Linked DNA regions of Sus scrofa: region 1 is linked to region 2. Evidence: chromatin contacts called from public Hi-C data. All regions are on one chromosome and are shown on one strand. The core of a region is the stretch at or near the end of the contact, and the rest is flanking DNA. Distances in the headings are between cores, read along the strand shown.

The links. A called contact is a pair of places that touch in the nucleus more often than the background predicts.
Region 1: a contact with region 2 is called in a Hi-C map of embryonic fibroblasts, with 5 times the contacts expected there. The contact joins the enhancer-like site here to the promoter of FOXC1 in region 2. A contact is called at or near these places in 1 of 5 promoter capture datasets (liver), 25 of 47 Hi-C or Micro-C datasets (alveolar macrophages, blood, brain and 14 more) and 1 of 2 datasets of contacts at active chromatin or transcription factors (skeletal muscle).

Annotation. Positions count from the first base shown.
Region 1 is chr7:1,181,562-1,188,142 of Sscrofa11.1, forward strand. The region is part of intron 4 of GMDS (GDP-mannose 4,6 dehydratase); the gene reads right to left. Among named protein-coding and RNA genes, the nearest start is that of GMDS, 100 kb to the right of the region's middle. Within about 2 kb of position 2,235, at least 42 of the 83 cell types and tissues checked have an H3K27ac peak or open chromatin away from gene starts, as enhancers often do. A contact at or near this core is called in brain, embryonic fibroblasts, retroperitoneal adipose tissue and 2 more, where this site is marked.
Region 2 is chr7:834,710-841,216 of Sscrofa11.1, forward strand. FOXC1 (forkhead box protein C1) reads left to right here and starts at 2,379. Exons shown (of 1, transcript XM_005665529.3): 1 at 2,379-5,884. The coding sequence starts at 2,462. The coding sequence ends at 4,096. LOC110261695 (formin-like protein 16) reads right to left here and starts at 1,912. Exons shown (of 7, transcript XM_021099996.1): 1 at 1,702-1,912; 2 at 1,507-1,640; 3 at 1,059-1,287; 4 at 706-929. The coding sequence starts at 1,912.

The sequences.
Region 1 (6,581 bases), core at 985-3,484, 350 kb after region 2:
GCAACGCTTTAAGACCACACTCTTCTGTTAGATGTGCCCACCCTGACAGGACCCTCGGAAATCACGCAGTCAAGAGGAAGTGGGGTCGTCCCTGCGTTGGGGGAATTGCTTCAGAGAAGAGGGGGCGTGAAGGACCTCCCTGGTGCTGCCCCATCGTGACAGAGCACGTGGCCGAAAAGGCAGCGAATATGTAAGAGAGAGAACGCACACAGACACCTGCAAGACCGAACCACCTCTGGAAGAAAGCTGTTTACAGACAGCACACGTCACCCGAGGACACAGCTCCCACATTTGTGTCTAAATCTGCCACAAATACATTGGCTCTTCGGATAATGGGTTATAAAGCAATTTATGGGTAACTGTGACTAATTCAAACAATGCAGACTTTGATTTTAAAAATCGTTTGGTGGTAAACGTTTGTCTTATAAAAATTCCACTGAATTAATTAAATCGAAAGCCCACAAAATTATAAAAATAGTGACACGTGTAGGATCAAATTCAAATGTGGATGAGCTCACATTGTTCTCGGTCCCTGTACGTTGGCACCCGCCTACGAGAACACCGAGTAACAGACCCATCTGTGTGCACGGACTGAAGGCATTAACACAAGGGCTCGCTTAAGCCAGAGAGCACGAGCAAACGTGTACGCGTGTATCTTCCTTCCCTGCCGACGGGGGCAGAGACTGTGGGGAGCCCAACCACGCGATCCCTGCTAAGCAGCCAGCGGCCGGGGTGTGTCTTCTGCTCCGTGCAAAGGCAGCGCGGCCACTGCAGCGGCGGCCGGGGGGCCGGGGCCACGGGGCCCGGCAGCCACATCCCTTCCCTCTCCGCCGGGCCCTCATGCAGCAGGGGAAATAAATCATGTGAAGTGTTATTTTTTGAACCCAGAAAGGAGGGAAGGGGTTGTTAAGATATCGCATTCACTAAAAAAATAATGATGTGAAAAAATAGGTCGCTGTCACGAGAGACTTGCCAGACGCTGGGCCCGAGCAAGTGGTTCCACACACACACCTTCCGCTCAGCCGGCGACGCGGCCCTTGGTCGGCGGGCCGCAGGCACAGGAGGGCAGGGCGGAGGACGAGCCCCCGGCCGCGGCGTCCCGAGCCAGGTCGCCGGCCTCGGAGGTGTCGAGGGGCCTCGGCTCGCGCGTGAGGAGCCCGATTCGCGGCTGACCGCTTTTTTACAACTTGCTTCCTCTCTCCCGTTTCTAATAAACACCACTGTGCTGCATTGGACCCTCCTGGCTGTGTTTCCCCAAATTCAAAGCTCCAAGTCGAAAGCTACCTCGGCCACGGGTGGGAAGCCGCGGGCCGGCCCTGGGCAGCAGACGCGGATGACCCACTAATGGCTCTGACGGCCGGCACCGAGGAGACGGATGATGTCACTACCGGGAGGCTCGGGACAGAGCGGGCCGCACTAACCGCACGCGCAGGCGGAGGACAGGCACTTGTGCTTGGGTGCTGAACAGCAGCTCCAGCTGCAGTTCTACTTTCTAAAACGCTGACGTGGGAGCAAGCGCTCCCATGGAAGGCCTGCCTGGTCGTGGACGGATATTTCCTCTGAAACTTGCTCAAGTCAGGAGCAGCCGAGCCGGCCAGAGGCACCGCAGGCAGCAGGCCATGACGTGCCTCGGCAGCGGGCGTCCGGTTTCTCCCCCGCTTCCCGCTCTCCTGCGCCCTGGCCCTCTGTGGCCTCTCGCCTTGGACGCGGGGATCATCTCGGCGGACGCCTGTCCTCTCTCGGGGTGGGAGACATACCTTAAGAGATTAAGCCTTCCCACCTGGGATCTGTCCAGAAATTCAGTGTGTTACAGCTCCTCCCAGCCTTCTTCACTGTCCTGGGAACACTCTGGTGTTATCAATAGTGGCTTTCTTTCCTACTTTGCGTTCAACTGCAGCACGGGGCAGCCACGCCGATGGCAGTCCGGCTCGGCTGTCACTCAGCGCCCGCAGCGGCGAGGCTGACTTCCGCTGTCTGCGGCGCTTTGCTGCCACCTATGTGCACGACGGCGCATAACACGCCTCCCCGGCCCGGAACCGCCCGCGCCCCAAGCAGGCCCGTCTCTCCTCGGCACAGGCGACCAGAGAGGCGGCTGCCGTGGTTTGCGTCCCTTCGAAAACACAGCCGCTTGCCAGGAACTCCTATTTCTCTCTCTGCGAAGCAACCCTCCAAAACTGAAAGGGCCCGGGATGCCTCATTTAACATACACCAAAACCAGCAGTTTTTTCCATTCGGTCACTGAACCAATTACAGTGAAATTAATTCATTCCACGAGACTGCAGTCCAAACATCCTGCCACACCGTAGGACGGAGTGACACTTTCATAACATTTGGTATAAGGGAAATGTAAAGAAACAAGATAAAAAAGTATCTACTCACATTATTTAAACTACCAATAACGCAAATACTGATCCAATAACGCACTGATCTCTGCCAAACACTCGAATGCTTCTTTCGGGCGGAGACAGGGGAACACAGACCTCGAGAGCCCCTGGGCCTCCCCGGTGCTGACCTGACCGCGCCAGCTCTGAGCTGTCTGACAAATGCGCGTGTCACACCAACCAACAAAGCCGGGAGAGACGCCGGGGTGAGCCACACAAGTCCCTTAAGCAAAACAACCCAAAAAACAAAACAGAGCTTTCCTCTACGAACCATTTCACAGCCATCAAGCCACACAGCGAAGGCAGAGACGACATTTCCCGTCGGGGCTAACGAGGGGAGTCCCAGCCTGCAGAATGCGCCTTAAAGGTTTATTGTGTCAACACTGCCAAGCTCTCGAAGACTTTTTACTGTGCAAGTAACCAGCGCCAATAAAACCTGCAGGCTGGGCGTGGGAAGGAGACTCAGGAAGAGGGTTTCCCCTGAAAATCAGACAAAAGGAAAAGCACGGCTGCCCCGTCCGTCGACCTGCCGCCGCCCCGCGGTGACCACACAGCGGCCACCAAGGCGATGCCTGTCACCTCAAGCACGAGCACCAGCGCTGTCGCCTGTAAAGCAAGCGCACCTCTGAGAATTCCACTCTTGCCGAGGACCCGTCCGTCCAAGGACAAGGACAAGCTTGACAAGCCAGACCAAGCCCTTCTGCGTAAAACTTGTAAATGAAGCAAATTCAAATTCGTCACGGATGATGTCTTAGTTACCATCCCTAAACAACATACACTTCATGTGACATCACTAGAAGGGGTAACATAACAAGCCTGCTGTCTTCGGTGCCAGATATTTTTGAAAAATGGAAATTAAATAAAAGCTTCAGGTAATTTATTTCCCACTGGCACTGCTTAATGATTTACAGTGGAAATAATGATTGAGAGTAGAATTAATGATTTACAGTAGAAATTTATTAAAAAGTTACTACACATTAAATTTCTTTGCAATAGAAATGGTTTCATTTTATCATACCAGGCCAACTTCAAGGATCCCATCTGAACAAAGAGAATTCTAGAAACTCCATTCGTACTAAAAGGATACCAAACTCTATTTGGCGTTTTAAATGAACAGTTAAGTTTAAATTCTTAAATTGACACTTTTTTTTATTGTGGGGAAGAGAGACAGCTACATTACCTTGTATTAAACAAAGTATTATTTCTGTCTCTGTCTTAATTTACGTAAGTTGTTTGTTCTAATCTAATCAGGGATCCAAAACCAATTTTCCATTCGTCATCAAAAGTTCAAAACAAAAAGCCTCACTCATAGTAGCTTCACTGACTTACTATTCATTGACTATTTGTGTTTACAGAGATATCTACAAATTGATATGCATGTTTAGCCATTTGCATTAATTTTAGCTTAACTGTTGCAAAGCTGAAATAATACTCTGGATTTTATTTCGTAAACAAGTCACTATTGAAAGCGAATTAAGAGAACCGGGCCCAACAAACATACCTTTGTGTGGTCCACTAATTATAAGAAAAATTCCAAACATTATTAGCTGTTATCAAAATTACAATACCACCTAGAGCTAATAAAACAGAACAATCTGTTTGAACAGGGAGAGGAGAAGGTTCATAGAGTGTTTCTCTCTCATATAAATTCTTAATGGACTATAAAGGACTTTTAAGTGGTTTTAGATTTGAATTCAATTGCTCCAATCCGGAACAGGCTTCCAAGAAGAAGTGGAGCCGGAATTTGAGCCAGGGACCCTTTCTCAGCCAGCCGTCCCCCTCTGCCCTCGTGAACGTAAGATGAAGAGGCCAAGCATCTTCCCAGGAACCACAGGCACACCGGTGGGGTCCACGTACCACAAGCACGAACATTAAATCAGAAAATGAAAAAGCCTTTGCAACTGCATCTTGTAACCACCTACAGTGCTTATTACCAAACGTGCAAAACCCAGGGAAAGGCACAGGTGGCAGGCGGGCCGGAGGATCCACAAGAAAAGAAACGAGACTGGGGAACAAAAGCAAGAACAGCCACCTCGGCAGAGCACAGAGGTCTGTGCCGCCCTGGCCACTGGTCTGCCCCCGTACCCTCTGCCCATGAGAGGAGCTGGCGCTTCCAGAAGCAGACACACCGCCGTACGCGGATGTCAGCCTCCGCGCAAACGCGCAGGTTCTCAAGGTCACACTCGCCCTCCACCAGGCAAAGCCTTCTGCCCAGGAGGTACCTTCACAAGTCCAACGCTAATAGTCTGCTAACACACGAGAGGGATTTTATGTTGCTCTGAGCACATATAAGAATTACTTATGAAAATATAAGAATTCATTTTAAACCCATAAAATACATAAGCCTGTATCGATTTATACATCTGCTAAGCAAAATAAGTTGTCCTCAGAGACCCCACATGGAGTTATAATTGTGTATGCTAAAATGTGGATGAAATTTTGCAGTATTAAAACAGAAGCATTTATTTTTAAGTCTCAGAAAATGGGTTAACTGACAGTAAACTGACTTGGCAACATCTCTATAAAGAAACACACGCTCAGAGGAACAAAGTGCTCCTTCTAGTTATCAAGCTATTAATTCCTCTGACCCCGCGGAAAGCGCTGCTAGTCTCCGGTAGAAGCCTTTAGCAAACACGCCCGCACGGGAGGCACTCGGTGTCAAGCGCGGTGCAGAGCCTGCCCTCGGCCTGCGCTGGCGTCGAGGACACGCGGGGACACCTCGCGGGCTTGCACTGCGGGCTCCTCCCCGATGCAACCGCTCCTGTGGTTTGGTATAACCGCCTCCCTCCCGAGCAAGGAAACACGGTTTTAACTCATAGCTCCTGTGCTCTGTGAAGCGGTGGCAGGGACAGGGGGGGTGACATGGGGCCGTCAGCATCAGCCACGCCCCTGCCTTGGTGTCTCAGAGTCAGCGACACACACCCCCGCTGCCACACCGCAGCTTCTCGGATCCGCAGACCGACAAGACGGTGCGGCAGGGCCGGATCTGGGCCAAATGCAGGTTCCAGGCGGCACTTTGTGAAGCGGGGGCTTGCGCTGGCTTGTGGCCAAGAGCTCATCCCTCTCAGAATCCCGCGGCCCTTTCATAAAAACCAAAGGCTCCAAAACCACTTTCCTCCTTCGAATACATCGTAACAAGGTCACGTCTGGAACCGACAGGCATCTGAACGACGAAAACGGTCTTGCACAGACGTCCCAACAGCAGCGGTGGCAACAGGCAGGGCCCTCGCAGGCAGGTGACAACGCAGGCTGGCTCACAGCCACCTCAGCCCACTTGTCCCCAGTCTGCCTGCTGGGGGATCCAGGGTCCCCCTCCGTGACTTGCCAGCCCGGTCCCAGGAAAGCCACTTTGCCCACAGGCGACAGGAGGGCCATGCGAAGAAGCGGCCATGAGGCGGTAAGGGGACGAGGCTGGGGACGTCTGGGAATCAGTACCACCATCAGAGCAGGTGCGGGCCCGCAGGCAGCAGCCCTCAGGCCCCACGGGTGAGGGACCAGCATGGCCTGGACCTCGCCATCACCCCCGCTTCTGCCTGGCTTCCCGGTCTGCAAGTCCCACCCGAGGACAATTTCGAGTCGGCCCCTTTGTGCCCCCTGGTCAGACCTGTTAACTGGCCCCACACCGCTGGACAAGGAAATGCTGCCCCCCCTCCCATGGCCCCAGGTCACCTGCTGGGCACACCTGCCTCCTGGCTGTCGTGAAACCGAACCATACAGATGACTTACTGGGAGCTGACAAGGAAACCATCAGGATAAAGAGTCAGAGCACCACTGCCACCACGGACGGAGCCCTTTGACTTAACCACGACACAGTCAAAGGGAGACGCACCGAGAAGCGCCTGCCAACACGCTCAAAGCGGAGGGCGAAGATCGGCTTCCGGCTGCACGGAAGACGCAGAGAAGACCAAGCCGGAGAGGAATGCGGCGACGCGGAGAAGGAAGGAGGCACAGCGAGCACTGCCTTGTGTTAGAACTGCCGCAAACAGAGACAGCCATTTAAAAGCAGACGGTCGAGGAGTTCCCGTCGTGGTGCAGTGGTTAAGGAACCCGACTCGGAACCATGAGGTGGCGGGTTGGATCCCTGGCCTTGCTCCGTGGGGTAAGGATCCGGCGTCGCCGCGAGCTGCTGTGTAGGTCGCAGACGCGGCTCGGCTCCCGCGTAGCTGTGGCTGTGGGGTAGGCCAGTGGCTACAGCTCCGA
Region 2 (6,507 bases), core at 1,129-3,628:
GCAAGGCCGCTGGGGACTGGGGGCAGCTGGGCAGCACCACGGTCCCCCGCACAACCACGCCGGGAAAGCGGCCGAGGGGGCCCACGCCCTGTGTACAGTGGAAACTCGGCTTAGAGGCCAGAGCCACCAAATGCCTAGGTCTTCGTGGCAACCAGAGGCTTCCTTGGCCTCCAGGCTGAACCCGGGCGCCTGTAAAGCCTCGGCCAAGGCACCACTTACATCCGGAGTGGAGCAGGCGCTCGACACGAATTGGCCTTTCCTGTGGTGGGGCTTCCCCCTTCCTTTCCCGCACAAGTGTTCAGAAGCACTGAGTCTCCGGCCGGCGAATCCAGGGTTTCCTCCAGCCGTGGAGGCGGCCTTGCAGACGCCCAGGAATGGAGTCGGGAGCTGCCGGGGAGCTCGGCAGGCCGGGGAGGCCGGGAGCCAGACTTCCGGGCACCAGGCTAGTTCAGAAGGAGCAAGAAGGGGCCCTCGCTTCTCTCCATGGAAGGGGCCCCTCCGCCTTACATCTAAAAACTTCGCCGGCCTGCGCCCTGACACCTAAACCGCAGCTGCAGCTCCAATTATGCGGAGTGAGGAAGCCGGATTCCAGCCGCGAAGCCAAAAGGGTTCCCAACACGTCCTCACAGTTAAAGATTGTCAGGAATTGGGGGATGGAGGTGTGAGATGCGACACGCTGCTCGCCTCCGCACCCCCTAGACGCGCCCGTTCCTCCAACTTCCAGTAAAGGGCCGGGAAGGGCTGTTTCGGAGCTTCCCAGGTGCAGAGGCCGCTGCCCGCGGGAGGAGGCCACCTCCTGCGCGGCCTGGGGTCTCTCTCCCGCTCATTCCTCTTCTCTCCATTCCGGCCCAGTCGCCCGGAAACTGCAAGTCGCAGGCGCCGGCACAAAGATTCGCCTCTGTGCTCATCCCGCAGAACCTCCAGCCGCCCTGCAGGTGCGGTTCCGAACGTCCCCCCCGGTCACGCCCATCATCTCTGCGAGCGGGCAGCCACGCGTGCGTGGAGAGGGAGCTGGGACAGATTTATTTGCTTCTTGTCATCACACCTGCTATTGTCACTGAGCCCGCCGCCGGACCCCTCCTTTGAGCCGAAAGGTGCCGGGCCCGACAAGAGGGGGCGGTCGCGGTGAAGCCCGAAGATGCGCTGGGAAGCCTCCAGGCTCCAGCAGCGCGCGCCGCAGGCACCCTCGCCGCCAACCCCGGCCCCGAGCTCCTGGCGAGGCCCCGTTTCCACCTCCCTTATTTCCACGGGGGAGCGGTCGCGGGGACGGCGAGGTGGGGGCACCAACTCCTCCCCCACCGCGAACAGAGCTCGGCTGTGACTGAGCCCTTAAAGCCCTGCCCTTTGTAACCCAGCTCAGCCCTGGAGAACCTCCAGGTGGGGGAAAACCGGAGACCTGTGGGAGCCGGGGAGGCTGGCGACCAGGAGGGAGGGAGGGAGGGAGGGAGGGAGGGAAAGGGTGGGAGGGGAGGGGGAGAGGAGAAGGGGCGGAGCGGCCCGGGAAACCCTGGCGCTGGGGTCGGCCAGATCCGCCAAGGAGCGGGAGAGGGCCAGCGCGAGTCGGGACCTGGGGACTCGGTGACATCCGGGAGCGGCGGCCGGAGGAAGGGTCTGCGCGGGGCCCGGAGGACCCGGGAAGTCTGGGGGAACAATGGACGTCCAGCCTAGGGCCCGGAGTTGGGGGCAGGGCCTGGCGCGGACCGCTGGCGGCCGGGCGCGAGAGCGCACGGCTGCGGGAGGGGGCCAGGCGCGGGCCGGGCGCCGGCAGGGGCGCGGGCTGGGGCGCGGGCCGGGCGCGGGAGCAGGGCAGCCGGGCCGGCGCGCGTGTGGTCAGCCCCGCGGTCCTCCGCGGCGGGGCGCGGGCCGGCGCGGCTCGGCCTCCGGCTCCCTCGGAGGCGTTCCCGCCTCCCATTGGCTGCGGCCGCCGCGGTGGGGCGGGGCTCCGCTGCCCGGAAAAAATGTAACTGCGTAAAAAAGTCCTCGCCTCGGTGACGGATGCTCAAAAGTTCAGAAGTTTTTCCAATGCTTCCTTAGGCGGCCGGCGCGCGCGAGACTGAAAAAAAGGTGACGCGGGCCCGGGCAGGCGGCCGGCGCGCTGCCCCCCGCCCTGGTTATCTGGCCGCCTTCGCCGGCGGCTGGGGCAGAGCCTCCTGGAAGGCGCAGGCGGTGCGGCGAGCCGAGCGGCTTCTTGTTTTCCAGTTGGGGCTCTTCTTTCCCGTTCCCGCCTGGAAGCTGCTGCGCGCGTTCAAGGCCGTCGGCCGCGTCCGCGTCCGGCCCTCTCCGCCGCCTCGATCCTCCTCGGCGGCCGGAGGCGCCCCGGAGCCGGGCCAGCGCAGGGGAGGCGGCGGCGGCGGCGGCGGCGGCCCGGCGACCAGCCCTCGGGCCCGGACTCGGACTGGGCGGCCGGCCCGAGAGAGGGCGGGGGGCGGCGGCGGCGGCGGCGGCGGCGGCGAGCGGGGCCATGCAGGCGCGCTACTCCGTGTCCAGCCCCAACTCCCTGGGAGTGGTGCCCTACCTCGGCGGCGAGCAGAGCTACTACCGCGCGGCGGCGGCGGCGGCCGGGGGCGGCTACAGCGCCATGCCGGCCCCAATGAGCGTGTACTCGCACCCGGCGCACGCCGAGCAGTACCCGGGCGGCATGGCCCGCGCCTACGGGCCCTACACGCCGCAGCCGCAGCCCAAGGACATGGTGAAGCCGCCCTACAGCTACATCGCGCTCATCACCATGGCGATCCAGAACGCGCCCGACAAGAAGATCACCCTGAACGGCATCTACCAGTTCATCATGGACCGCTTCCCCTTCTACCGGGACAACAAGCAGGGCTGGCAGAACAGCATCCGCCACAACCTCTCGCTCAACGAGTGCTTCGTCAAGGTGCCGCGCGACGACAAGAAGCCGGGGAAGGGCAGCTACTGGACGCTGGACCCGGACTCCTACAACATGTTCGAGAACGGCAGCTTCCTGCGGCGGCGGCGGCGCTTCAAGAAGAAGGACGCCGTGAAGGACAAGGAGGAGAAGGACCGGCTGCACCTCAAGGAGCCGCCGCCGCCGCCGCCGCCGCCCGGCCGTCCGGCCGCGCCCGCGCCGCCGGAGCAGGCCGACGGCGCCGCGTCCGGAGCGCAGCCGCCGCCCGTGCGCATCCAGGACATCAAAACCGAGAACGGTACGTGCCCCTCGCCGCCCCAGCCCCTGTCCCCGGCCGCCGCCCTGGGCAGCGGCAGCGCCGGCGCCGCCGCGGTGCCCAAAATCGAAAGCCCCGACAGCAGCAGCAGCAGCCTGTCCAGCGGGGGCAGCCCCCCGGGCGGCCTGCCGGCGGCGCGGCCGCTGAGCCTGGACGGCGCGGAGCCCGGCCCGCCGCCCGCGCCCGCGCCGCCGCACAGCCAGGGCTTCAGCGTGGACAACATCATGACGTCCCTGCGGGGGTCGCCGCAGGGCGCGGCCGCCGAGTTGGGCGCCGGCCTCCTGGCCCCGGCCGCCGCGTCCTCGCGCGCCGGCCTCGCGCCCCCGCTGGCGCTCGGCGCCTACTCTCCGGGCCAGAGCTCCCTGTACGGCTCCCCCTGCAGCCAGAGCCCGGGCGCGGGCAGCTCGGGCGGGGGTGGGGGCGGAGGGGCGGGGGGCGCCGGGACCTACCACTGCAACCTGCAGGCCATGAGCCTGTACGCGGCCGGGGAGCGCGGCGGCCACGTGCAGGGCGCGCCCGCGGGCTCTGGCGGCTCCTCGGTGGACGACCCCCTGCCCGACTACTCCCTGCCCCCGGCCACCAGCAGCAGCTCCTCGTCCCTGGGCCACGGCGCCGGCGGCGGCCAGGAGGCCGGCCACCACCCTGCGGCCCACCAAGGCCGCCTGGCCTCGTGGTACCTGAACCAGGCGGGCGGGGACCTGGGCCACCTGGCCAGCGCGGCGGCGGCGGCGGCCGCGGGCTACCCGGGCCAGCAGCAGAACTTCCACTCGGTGCGGGAGATGTTCGAGTCGCAGAGGATCGGCCTGAACAACTCCCCGGTGAACGGGAACAGCAGCTGTCAGATGACCTTCCCCTCGGGCCAGTCCCTGTACCGCACGTCCGGGGCCTTCGTCTACGACTGCAGCAAGTTCTGACCCCCCCCCCGCCCCCCCAGCCCGCCTCCCAGCCCCACTGAACCGGACCCCGGCGCAGGAGCAGCCCAGAGAACCCTCGAGGCAAAACCGAAACCAAAAAAGCCCACTTTGAAAAGCAAAAGCTCACCACACCGGAGAACAGAATCCCTCCCAACTTCCAACCCACCAGCACGAAGAAAAGTCTTTTCCTAAAAGATGGATTGGGAGCCACCTCCACGTCGCCTTGTCTGAATAAACAAAACCTAAACTGTTCTATACAGAGACAGCAGAGTCGGGCTTTGCTAGAGGACAGTGTTAACTCCAGACAGCACGTAAGTTTCTTCTTCTTCCCAGAGAGCAGGCTTTCCTCCTCCCTGCATCCCTGCCGCCTCCTGCTTCGCCTCTCACCTGTAAGATACTATTTTATCCTCTGTCGAAAGGAGGGGGGAGTCCCTGTTTATGAACGTGGCTTTCTTTTTATTCATGGACTTGTTTTAAAATGTAAATTGCAACATAGTAATTTATTTTTAATTTGTAGTTGGATGTCGTGGACCAAACGCCAGAAAGTGTTTCCAAAACCTGACGTTAAATTGCCTGAAACCTTAAATTGTGCTTTTTTTCATTATAAAAGGGCAACTGTACTCACCTTATCCTATCTTTCCTTTTGTCGAACATATTCATTGTTTGTTTATTAATAAATTACCCTTCCGTTTGAATGAGACCTATATGTCTGGATACTTTAATGCAGCCTTAATTATTATAAGAAAAAAATTTCAGAGATTAAAACACTATAATTTTACTGATTCTCCTGCTAAATCTATGAAAGAGTAGAGAAACCCTCTGACGATTCCTTGTCAAATTTCACATGAAAGTCTTTTTGTTCAGATTTTTTTTTCCTGCAGCGTTTTCTGCACCGTGTCCTGTATAGTCCGCTTGCTTCGTGGCTAGGGAAAAGATATTTCCCAAAACAGACCTGAGTTGGCATTTACACAAGCACATTTTCTCAGTCAGGGAGGACATGGTCTGGAAATTTAAAGCCCAGGAATCCGCGGCGGCCTTAGCACAGTGGTACCTGTGTGTGGAGAGGTGACGGTGACTCCGGCTCCACACAGATGAATATTTGGCTTGTGCATCGCACAAAACACAGCGAGGTGTACTAGACACCCCTGTGAGGCCAATGCTGGATGCATGTTTGTTTGTTTTTTTTTTTTCCCTGTTAACTTCCCTCTTTTTTTAAGAGGAAAAATAAAGCAGCTTTTAAATGAATGTATATAACTCACCCACATCGGCGATCCTTCATGTCTTCTGAAGATGGATTGATTTTTTAAAAATCAAGTGTACCGAGGGTTGGAAAGGGATACTTAATCTTTGGGAGGCTATTTTAGAAGATATGTTTGTAGCACAATTTATTTTTTGAAAAAGACGGAAAGCGCTTAATGGGAAGGAAGGGGCACAGAACAGAGCCTTGTGGTCCAGGAGGTTTCTTTTCAATCCAATTTTTCGTGTTAATTTACAGTTAAACCTAGGGGGCAATGCGGATCGGCCCTCCCCCTTTGTAAATAACCCAGGAAATGTAATAAATTCATTATCTTAGGGTGATCTGCCCTGTCAATCAGACTTTGGGGAGATGGCGATTTGATTACAGACATTCAGGGCCTTTCCGTTTGTGTTCCAGATAATAAGGTTCCCTGCTATCTGCCGCTCGGATCTAGAGGCAACACTTAGCAGTAATTGCTGTTGCTTGTTGTCAAAATTTGATCATTGTTAAAGGATTGCTGCAAATAAATACACTCGACTTCCAGTCAAAAACTGCTTTACGTGGCCTCTGATTTGCCGGGTCCCGGCTCGGCGTCGCGGCCGAGCAGCCGGGGAGGCGCGCAGGGCGCAGGGCGCGGCGTCCCCCGGGGCCGGCGGCGGAGACCGGCCTTCCCGCGGCGTGACCCGCCGGGAGTCGCACGCGGCCTTGGGCCCGGGCGGCCTCGCTCTTCCCCGGGGCACCCTTTGGGTGCGTTAGGGAAAAAAGCCACTGCCGAAGGTCGTTGTTTCTGCGTCGGCCCACTTTGGGGAGCCGAGCTGGCGGACAAAGGGCCCGTGGCCGGAGCCGGCCGCGCCGGGCCGGGAAGCGGCGGCAGGTGACCAGCGGCCCTGTTCCTGCACACGGTGAGCGACCCCGAGGCGGGCAGCGCGAGCCGGCTCCTTCCGGCGTGGCTGTCCCACTTCGGCGCGTGGGGGACGGCGGTGGGGACCCGGGCCCGCCCGGGCTTTCCGGCCGGGGCGCGTCTCCGCGGCCCCGACGCCGGCCTCCGGACCGGACGCTCCTCGGCTAATTAGGGTAATTACGCGCCTCTGCCCGGCCGCCCTGGGCGGCCCGGCAGCTCGCTGCCCGCGCCCGCGCCCCTCTCCGCGCCGGGCTCCCCCCGCCCGGCCGAGTC